2 separate regions of the Triticum aestivum genome follow, and region 1 is linked to region 2. The links are chromatin contacts, called in public Hi-C maps. All regions are on one chromosome and are shown on one strand. Each heading gives the region's core, a stretch centred on a gene start, on an enhancer-like site or on the middle of the called end of the contact. The rest is flanking DNA. Distances are from core to core; before and after follow the strand shown.

What was found. A called contact is a pair of places that touch in the nucleus more often than the background predicts.
Region 1: a contact with region 2 is called in a Hi-C map of an unstated tissue, with 8 times the contacts expected there. The contact joins the promoter of LOC123091782 here to the enhancer-like site in region 2. A contact is called at or near these places in 2 of 5 Hi-C or Micro-C datasets (leaf and an unstated tissue).

The regions. Positions count from the first base shown.
Region 1 is chr4B:194,953,301-194,958,327 of IWGSC CS RefSeq v2.1, reverse strand. LOC123091782 (myb-related protein MYBAS1) reads right to left here and starts at 3,750. Exons shown (of 3, transcript XM_044513394.1): 1 at 3,455-3,750; 2 at 3,193-3,322; 3 at 2,358-3,106. The coding sequence starts at 3,575. The coding sequence ends at 2,641. LOC123091783 (a long non-coding RNA gene) reads left to right here and starts at 568. Exons shown (of 2, transcript XR_006443485.1): 1 at 568-720; 2 at 879-1,215.
Region 2 is chr4B:194,659,211-194,664,561 of IWGSC CS RefSeq v2.1, reverse strand. No RefSeq gene overlaps it. Among protein-coding and RNA genes, the nearest start is that of LOC123091780, 130 kb to the right of the region's middle. Within about 2 kb of position 4,086, at least 3 of the 8 cell types and tissues checked have an H3K27ac peak or open chromatin away from gene starts, as enhancers often do. A contact at or near this core is called in leaf, where this site is marked.

The DNA of each region.
Region 1 (5,027 bases), core at 2,501-5,000, 290 kb before region 2:
GTTTTTCTAGCTTCTGTAGTTTCTTCTCTTTCTTCTTCTTCTTCTGTTTTTAGGGGCTACTCTCAAGCCCTTGTTGTGTTTCTTCTTTCTTTGTATCTCTGGACCTTGCTTGGTTATTTATAAAAATTGCAGTGGAGCGTTTTGCCCTACTGTTTATAGTCAAAAAGATTATCGGGGTTCTAGTCTGGACGCTTTGGACGGCCCGAAATAAGCCTGTGATCCAGCGTGTGCCTCTATAACGTGCTACTAACCCTGTTTTCAAAATGTGTGGATATCTGCATCTTTAGCGGCTGCTCGGCCCCCGGGACCGAGATGCCATCAACACCATTAGTGCTGATCTGCGCGATGGCTCTCCGCTACCTCCTCCACCACCAAAGCTGAATTAGATCTTCACCAACTGTGCTGCCACATGTATTTTTTTGGGGGTTTGTTGAGCTGCGCCCTCAGCAGAACCTGTTTGCACCTTGTGTTGTGCTACCTCGCGTGTGGCATATGTTTACGGTGTAACCTTTGTTGGACATTGTGGTTTCGCTGGTTTGCTTTAGGGGGGGGGGGGGGGGGTGAAAGCCTTTTTTTAATGAACAATCCCTGCGTTTAAAAAAAACAATCCCTGCGCTCTCTCCCTCTCTCTTACTACTGCGAAAGCCCTGCTCTCTCCTTGTCGGCGGCGGCGACGAGGGGAGATCTTTCTCAGCGTCCGCAACATCGACGGTCGGAGAGGTGAGAAGAAGTACCGCCGATGCGGTTGCTGTATGTGCTGTAGATTAGTGCTTTCTATATGTTTTGGGTGTTGTCTGGATCGTAGCTGGCAATCCAAGTCGCAGGGGCAGCTAGCGATTCTGCTGTTTCTTGCCCCTAATCTTCTGGTGTACCTGCAGATTCGTTTTTCCAGCCGTGAGACTCCAAGTCATGTGTGCTGGGGACTGGGGGGTGAATTCCCTCTTGAGGAACTTAAGCAGATGAAATGGTGAACTGAGGGATAAGCTATGGGCAGCTGCAATTTTTTTGTATTTGATTTGACTGTCTAAAGGTAGAAAAAAATACATTGAAGGATTTGAAACTCCTATTTTCTTTCTCAGAAATGACCTAGAGCCTTCTGGTACTAACTAGCAGTGGAGTACTAAGCTTTGCATTATGTACCAATTCCTTTATTGAGCTTTCAGATTGATTGAAAATTGATGCTGATGACTTTGCATTAAGTATAGTATGAGTATCTGTCCTGGGTGTTTTTACTGTTGGCCACTGGCTGCTCTGAAGGTTTTCCATGCTAATCACATCTTGCGACCTGTTTGTACTTGTGATTTCCTCTTTGTTCATAATTATTATAAATCACAGGTGAATTTGAATGCTATGGTGAATATCTGCAGTTCTTCCAGGCCAGCATTTTGCTCCACATGAAACAATATGAGACTGGTGTCCTTTGTTAATTTTTATTTGCTAAACATAGAAGAAGAACGAGAAGAAATATAACTTCTAAACTCTACCTCCACATCTAAGCTTTCATCTAGTTCTGAATGTTGTGGAGGAACACAGATTAATGATGGTTGTGTCTAGGTGGTCCAAGCACTAGATTCACCCAATCAGAAGAAAATACATGCTTATCAGTTGCAAGATAAGATACTACTTTCAGCAAAGTAGACGGCTATAGAAATCTGAAGTGCCAGTCACTTACCACCTCCCTTTATTTACCTTATCGCAGTGCTAACTTTCCTATTTGTTAAATGGATGATCTGCAACTTCCTGCTCATCTTATGTGCCAGTCCCTTACCACCTCCCGTTATTTACCTTGCCGCAGTGCTAACTTTCCTATTTGTTAAATGGATGATCTACGACTTCCTGCTAATCTTATGTGTCGAATACAATCTAGCATTCTTTTGTTCTATCAAAGTCTAATGCTCAGCCTTTTTAAGAGAATTGAAGTGATAGACCACTCACTCTGCACCAAGTCTGTCAATTCCACTCAGATCAAATATGCATACAGATGTCTGTACAGCAGCCTCAGTTTGCATATTAAAAAAAATGTTTCCAGGGCCCGCGTGTTTATTGGAGAAATACTTGTTCTCTTTGACGTTCCTTAGGTTCCAGAAGCCATTTTATCAAGAGCATTCAATCTCAACATCCTGCCGAAGGAAATGAGAGTGTAATAGCAAGAACGATTTGAAAAAAATAATGCTGATTCTGTACCCATTTTCCTCTTCTTTTGTTTGCTCCTTGAGATACAGCCATATAATCTCATGGCCCTGTTTGTAGCTTTAGAATCAGGTGGGGGGAGATATTATAATTCTGATAGTACAATGTTCATTCGTGTCAATCTAACTTTTTTACCAAAATATCATTGGAGATTGACTTCTGTATCATGCATATAAATTGCTCTCGTATTCCATTCTGTGAAGGGCAAGAGACATAAGCTATTTTACACACTACATAGGCACACACATCATAAGCAGACCTGACAATCTACAATGTTACAGTAGATTTGTAAATATTTAGATCACCCTCCATACTAATGCAAACGTAGCTACTGGCAATTCTGGCAAGCATATATATGTATATGCAGACATAGCTACATAGGTAGTGGAAATCTGTTAAGCATATATATGTATCTTAGTAACCTGACCTCGATCCTGACAGCTTGAACCTTCAATAGCAGGAACGTTCTCCATTACCATAACCAAATTGTGGAGCTAACATCTTGAGATCACCATTGTCCATCTTCCAGACTACCTCAGGAGGGCAGTAGCGATCTCCCATAGGAGATGGCAGCACAGGACATGGGAGATTGCTGCATGCTTTTTTATCAATGGGCAGCATGGCCGGTGCCTCAATCTCCTTCCATATCTGGTCCATAGAATATCCATCCATGACACTCTGGTTGCTCTTAAGTACACTTGAGAAGCAGGTTGTGCCATTATGAGTGCTGCCTCCATCCATCCTGATTATTGGTGCAGTTTCAAGGAGGCAGGATTGGTATGTAAATGATGAGGAGGAGGAAGAAGGTGACATGTTTGTCTTCCTCTCTTGTGCTTTCTTCCTCATGTGTGTCCTCCAGTAGTTCTTGATCTCATTGTCCGTACGCCCTGGCAGTCTGCGTGCTATTCTAGACCACCTATACATAGAGAGGATGTTAGTGCGTTTCACCTGTTGTAGATGAAAAAAACAGCTGCTTTAGTAAGGTCTTCTTTTGGATCAAACCTGTTACCCCATCGAGCATGGAGCTCAATAATAAGGTGTTCCTCTTGTGGCGACATGCGCCCATGCTTGAGGCCAGGGTGGAGGTAGTTTACCCACCGGAGGCGGCAGCTTTTGCCTGTCCTGTTAAGGCCTACATGGCCATAGATAAGGTGATGTATGAAGATAGTTGGTTAGAGACAATGATATTTGCATGCTGTTTGCATCTTTGTGCCAAGGATTGCAAAAATGGCTACCTAATTTGCAGGTCTCCCACCCCTCAAACCTGAGACTTTGGCAACGAAATCCCAGCGGCGGTCACCGAACAGGCGGACAGTGCATACCAGTTGCAGGTCTTCCTGCTCTGTCCATGGCCCCTTGCGCATCTCATCTTGCACTGTCACCATCTCTAACGTTGTTCGCTTCTACCTTGGATGGGCTGGGAGCCAGCCTTGTTGCTCTTCCTCCTCTGTGTGCTTGTGGGCTCCAGTTTCAGGCTTAGATCCTTGATGAACTCCAGCCTGATGGGAAGAAGGTTGGTATTAGTGAGAGGAAGCCACTTTGTCTTAGTTGTGCACTGGTTTGATGGCTCTTGCTTCTCATTTATAGGCAGGACAAGAAGGCCCTCATGGGGCCTCTTTACGTGGTGGGTCTGATTTAGAGAATCATCGATGAGGTTGTCCTCAGATTAAAATTGCCTTCTCATGTCTCTTGCTCTGTGTTACAAATTTTAGAAGGGTATAGTATTACATATATTGGATTTGGACTGCATCTAACTCTTGTTTGTTGCCGGTTTACTCTGTGAGTTGACTTAACTCCTTTTGATTAATAGCACACTCATGTTCCCCAAAAAAGTAGAGCAATATGTGCATGTAGGTTTTGGTTAATTATTTTGTGTGTGGGCATATTTTATGGAAATTACTTTTGAAGTGAAGGCAAACACATGCAATTTTGTTAACTGAAATGCAAAAGAAATGAAGCAAACCGTAAAACGTGATGTATTTTTGCAACTGTTTGTTGAGTAAGTGTATGCTTATTTCATTTTTACTAACTCATTTAAATAATTAGTCCAAAGGCACGACGAGCAGGTGTTGTTACGTTTCTCAAAAATAGAAAGAGAAACATAATTATTCTGGGTTCCATTTTCTATAATTCCATACAATATGCGTCAAAAAATAATTCCATGCAATAATTTCATGCTCTTAGCTTTAGCATCAATTTCTTTGACAAAACAAACGGCAAGTTTTAAGTCTGAACTGGACTGTTGCCGGTGCATGTTTCTTACTGGAATTTTCTTGGGAACATATAATCTTGTACATGCAGATACTGCAGTTTAAGCATGCTGATAAGGCCCATTTCAATCTTTTTGTTTCTACATGGTTCTCGTGCATTTACAAATGGATCTTTAGAGATCTTTATGAATCAGAAAAACCCCGATACTATGTATTTTTTATGAAAAATCCAAAAGTATGTTCTTATTTTGGTTATCTTACTAGATATTAAGCTATGAAGCATGTCTGTTGAGAATTGTTTTATGCTAGTCCATGAGTGCCCCTACTTGCTTTAGGAATATATATTCGTAAACTCACAAGACTCGCAGGCTACATATGCTAGTCCACGATCTTTACGCAAATCAGGCCACATATGTAGGTTGACACAATCGTCTCTCGATTCTTCCCTATTTTATATCTCCTGGATATGCTAGTCCACGATCTTTACTACATATGCATGTTTCCTTTCTGTCAGCCATTATCATTGGCACAGGGGACTTTATCTTTTCCTTTCTTTTCAACCATTATCCCACGCACAGCAAAATATCTCGGACTATACACGACTCCAATACAAAGTGTATGCGATTG
Region 2 (5,351 bases), core at 2,837-5,336:
AAAAACAAGTGTCCTGTAAAGGGTAAAATAGCTTACCTCGCTGGCTTGACACTGCGAGCTGAATCCGCGATCTTCGGTAGCGGATGAGGGAGCCTCAGTGCCCTTGAACAGCACCTTCCAGGCATCTTCGTACATAGTGTCGAAGAGCCTGCTCAACGTTTGGTGATGTTCTAGATCAAACTCCCACAAGTTGAAGGCCCGTTGTTGGCACAGGAGGATCCAGCAGATGAGCATGACCTGGACTACGTTGAAAAGCTTGACCTTCTTGTTCACCAGGTTTTGGACGCAGGTTTGGAGTCCGGTCAGCTCTTCCGAATTAACCCATGCCAGGCCCGTCTCTTTCCAAGAGGTGAGCTGTGTAGGGAAGCCAGATCGGAATTCGGGGGCCGCTGCCCATTTAGGGTCAAGCGGCTCGGTGATGTAGAACCACCCCGATTGCCACCCCTTTATGGTCTCCACGAAGGAGCCCTCGAGCCATAAGACGTTGGGCATCCTGCCCACCATGGCACCTCCGCACTCCGCTTGGCGGCTGCTCACTACCTTCGGCTTGACATTGAAGGTCTTCAGCCATAAGCCGAAGTGGGGCTGGATGCAGAGGAAGGCCTCACACACGACGATGAACGCCGAGATGTTGAGGATGAAATTCGGGGCCAGATCGTGGAAATCCAGGCCGTAGTAGAACATGAGCCCCCGGACAAATGGGTGAAGTGGAAAACCTAGTCCGCGGAGGAAGTGGGTGAGGAACACCACCCTCTCATGGGGCCTGGGGGTGGGGATAAGCTGCCCCTTGTCGGGGAGCCGATGCGCGACGTCGCTGGACAAGTATCCGGCCTTCCGCAGCTTTTTGATGTGCCCCTCCGTGACGGAGGAGACCATCCACTTGCCTCCCCCTCTGGACATGGCTGGCGAAGGTTGAGGCGAGATGTGCGGACTTGGGCGCTGGAGCTCGAGTGCGCGGAAATGGATGAACAAAGGAGGAAGAAGGCGTGTGTGAAAAAGTGGATCCTTATCCCCTTATATGGACGGACGAAGCTATGCGTCCCCACCAGCCTGGTAAAACTCGCTTATCTCCCAAGCGCCGTAATCGATGGCGTAGTTGGGTTACCACGCCCGTATTGATGAGAATCCCGGAATCAGCGGACACGATCTCTGCTTCGACAAGACGTGCCAAGGAAACCGCCTCGCTAAACGCGCTGAGGTGGGATAGTAAAAACGATTCGAATAAAGGCTTGGCCATGGTGTGATGTCACGCCACGGAAACGTCAGCAGGTTGAATTTGCGTAAATATTATTCTCTCTACGGTCGTATGTGGAACTTATTTTGCAGAACCGGACACTATCCTTGTGTTCAAAATCTTCTATGAAGTATTCGGAGGAGGAACCCGCCTTGCAATGCCGAAGACAATATGCGCGCCGGACTCATCGTCATTGAAGCCTGGTTCAGGGGCTACTGAGGGAGTCCCGGATTAGGGGGTGTCCGAATAGCCGGACTATGACCATTGGCCGGACTCCTGGACTATGAAGATACAAGATTGAAGACTTCGTCCCGTGTCCGGATGGGACTTTCCTTGGCGTGGAAGGCAAGCTTGGCGATACGGATATGTAGATCTCCTACCATTATAACCGACTCTATGTAACCCTAACCCTCATTGGTGCCTATATAAACCGGAGGGTTTTAATCCGTAGGACGAACAACAATCATACCATAGGCTAGCTTCTAGGGTTTAGCCTCTCTAATCTCGTGGTAGATCTACTCTTGTACTACCCATATCGTCAATATTAATCAAGCAGGAGTAGGGTTTTACCTCCATCAAGAGGGCCCGAACCTGGGTAAAAACATCGTGTCCCTTTTCTCCTGTTACCATCCGCCTAGACGCACAGTTCGGGACCCCCTACCCGAGATCCGCCGGTTTTGACACCGACACTGAGCATGAACAAGTACAGGGGAAGAACAGTCTCCTGAGGAGAGGTGTTCTTGCGCTCGGTGAGCTTGTGTGGTTGAGGATGGTCTGAATCCCTCTCACTAAGGTGATGGCTAGTCCTATTTATAGAGGCCCGGGTCCTCTCCCCAAATGTTAGGCGGGAAGGGATCCCACAAAGGCCAATTTGAAGGGGGACAGCTAGTACAAGCTATCCTGACAAAAGGTGGTCTTCGCCTGCCAAAAGGCTCTTGTGGTGACGTCGTCATGGGCTCCGTGGTGACCTCCATCTTGCCGTCCTGCTAGTCTTGGTCTAGTTGCACCAATATGGAAACCTTTGCCTGATGCCTCGGGACTCCTCGCCTGCGCTTGCCCCTTTAGCACCAAAGAGGAAACAGGTACTCTGCGCCTGCTGGCACCCGCCTGGCCATGGTCGTCATGGCTCACATCACGGGAAATTCACGAGGTGCCCCTCGCCTTGATCTCTCCACTCCTCACGAGCTAGCCTAGCGAGACCGCCCCTGAGGAGGTCTTGTGTTATCCGCCTCGCGAGGCTTGGCCCCTTGCGAGGGTCTTGACTGGTTGCTGGTGAGGATGGGCCGTACCAGGCCGCTGGGGGAGCCATGCCATGGGCCGCAGGCAGGCAAGTCTGGGGACCCCCTGTCGGGGATATACCCCGCGGTATGACCCGACTAGAGTTGTAAACCGGCTGGGACTTGGTAAACTGGCGGATGGTAAACCGGCGGAGAGTCAAGACAGATGGCTCAGACAGATGCTAAACCGGCGGAGAATTAAGACGGATGGCTAAGACAGACGGTAAACCGGCGAGTGTTAAACCGGCAGACAGTGTTAAATCGGCAGACAATGTTAAACTGGCAGACAATATTAAATCGGCAGACAATGTTAAACCGGCAGACGTTAAGAAGCCCAGAAAGGGAAGTCAAAATAGTTTAAGTTAAAGTCCGAGTTGGACTCTACATGTAACCCACCCCTTCAACTTATATAAGGACGGGCAGGGCTCCCCAAAGAGGGACAAGCAAGAAACAATCTCTAGGGCTAGACACAACTAGAGGAGAGCCGGTTTACGGCGAGTCCCTCGTGATGATAATGAGATCTAGCCTCAAACAACATGTAGGGTTTTTACCGGATGATGTTTCCCGGGGCCCGAAGCTGTCTAAACCATTGTCTTGTGTTGCATCTCTCGATTCCGCTCAACCCCTCTCAAGCTACCACATAGATGTGTTGGCCTCGCGACTAAGTCCTCACACTAAGGACATCTGACGTGTTTATTCCACGACAGTTGGCGCCCATCGTGGGGCTTTCGCACGATGGTGTTGAGTTCTTGGAGGGATATCTCTAAGGGATCAAGAAATTCGCGATTTTTCAGATGAAGAAGAATCATCAACGAAAGATTTATATTGTTTCAATATCAAACAGTCAAAGCGACAGATATAAGATTTGTCCAAAGTCAAAGAAGTTAGGGCTACGGTCCCATCGTAGCTACTGTCCGGCGGTTTATCTGATCACTTTTGATCCGCCGAGATTGACTGAAGTCTTTTTTCTGAAGTTAGCATACCACCAGTCCACCGAGCCGGTAAGGATTTTCCACAATCAGCGGCCGATTACTATGCCACAAGCATCGGTCCGATCTGCCATGTTTGTGTTGCTGCTGTATATATATAGTTTCAAGTCCCAAGGCTATTTTTTCTGACGGGCCACCGTCTCGTGACGAAAGATCAAAGCGAAGTACTAGTACCGCTTAAACTAAACACTTTGCCACGTGAGAGCCAACATCAACTATTCCTTTTTTGGGAAGAGGGCTAATGCTACTCGAGTACTACTACCTCATATATATTTTGTCCTTGATTGGTACATCCATCCGAGTCAAAAGAGGTCAAGGACTGCTGGAGGAAGACTGATGGTCAAATTGAATACGACCCGAAAAATAGACTAGCAGGTTCGCCGCCGAGTTGCCGCTATGGCCTTCCATCGTGGACGTGACCGGTCTCGAGCTGCCATCAACATGCCCCGGCTCTGAGTCGCCATCGCCCTCAAAGTTGCAGCCAAACCGCCGCCATTGAAGTGCACGCCCACGGACAAGTCACCACTGCGGCTACGTTTGCCAGCCTATTGAGCCGTGGACCGCCGAGTCGTCGCCTGTGCCAGGGCAGCCCGCCCATACCGCGATCCGCCGCGGATTGCTCCTGCTGCTGTGAGCGGGCCCATGGCCTCGGGTCTCTTCCGCAAAGTCACCATCAGGCCGCCCCACAGCCGTTGCTGAACCGCCCCGCTGTCTCGGTGCTTAATGTCTCGCACCACCGTGCGCCTCGTGTCTTCAGCAAAGGCCGCACCGGGCCGGCCTCATTTTTCAAACCTGCCTCCAACACCTATCACCGCGCAAGTCGCCGACCGCGGGTAGGACTAATCAAATCACCAAGCCAAATCCTTCGGTCACCGAGCTGCCGCTTGTGAGACGCCTCTACCAGGATCCATCTCTGACATCGCACGATCCGGAGGCCGATTCAACCAAGAACTCAGGTCTCCGAACCGCCCATGCTGAAGCCGCCAGCCTCGGCCGACTTGTCCCCGATTGAGAGCTGCTCGTGCCCGGCCTGACTTCGCCTCCGCCTCACTGGCAAACCATCGGTCGCCTCTGACGGACTTGATTGAGCCGCCACACCTCGAACCGCCGACCGTGCTTCACCTCGCCTTAGAGTCGGCATCACTTGTTGCTGATCTGTTGTAGCCTGCCGCTGTTCTGCCGCGGTGAGTCGCCGGCCGCCTCGAAGCTCAAACCGCCGCGGCCCTCTGTGCCGCGCCTCCACTCAGGCGACCCGGCTCCCGATCTCCGTGACACTCCTGCCACCTTTGCCCCGACCGGAGTCTGTTGGCCGCAAGAGCCGGCCCTACTGCTGTTCACCGGTTTACATCTGCAAACCGCCGACGGCTTAACCCGCCAGCATCCAAGCCTGAATCCGCCGCTGGCTCCTTCAGCAAGAATGACCGCGGGTCCAGGTCGTGGGTGGTCTCGCCTCGCCTCCAAGTCAGACTCGTTCTGCCTCGCCAAGTTGCCTTCGCCGCACCAAACTGGCCGGCCACCGCTGCGGACTGCTTCCGCCGTTGTTTCACCGAGCGGCCACAGTTCTCCTCACCGCGCCTTGCCGGTCCACTACCGGTGACCGCAGCCGTGCCGTGAACCGCCGACACAGCAAATCGCCGCTCCACCTCCAACACAGATGAATCACTGCCCGCGCTTCGGGCTTCCCGTTCCTGAATGGCTTTGCCTCTTCAAAACCAGCCTCGTCAGGTCGCTGGATCACCCCCGTCTCTGCAGCGATAAACCGCCGTTGTTCTTTGCCGGGTTGTCCACGGGCCGCTTTGCCACGGCCGCGTCTCCGCTCGGCCGTCGTGGGTGGTGTAAATCGCCGCAGAC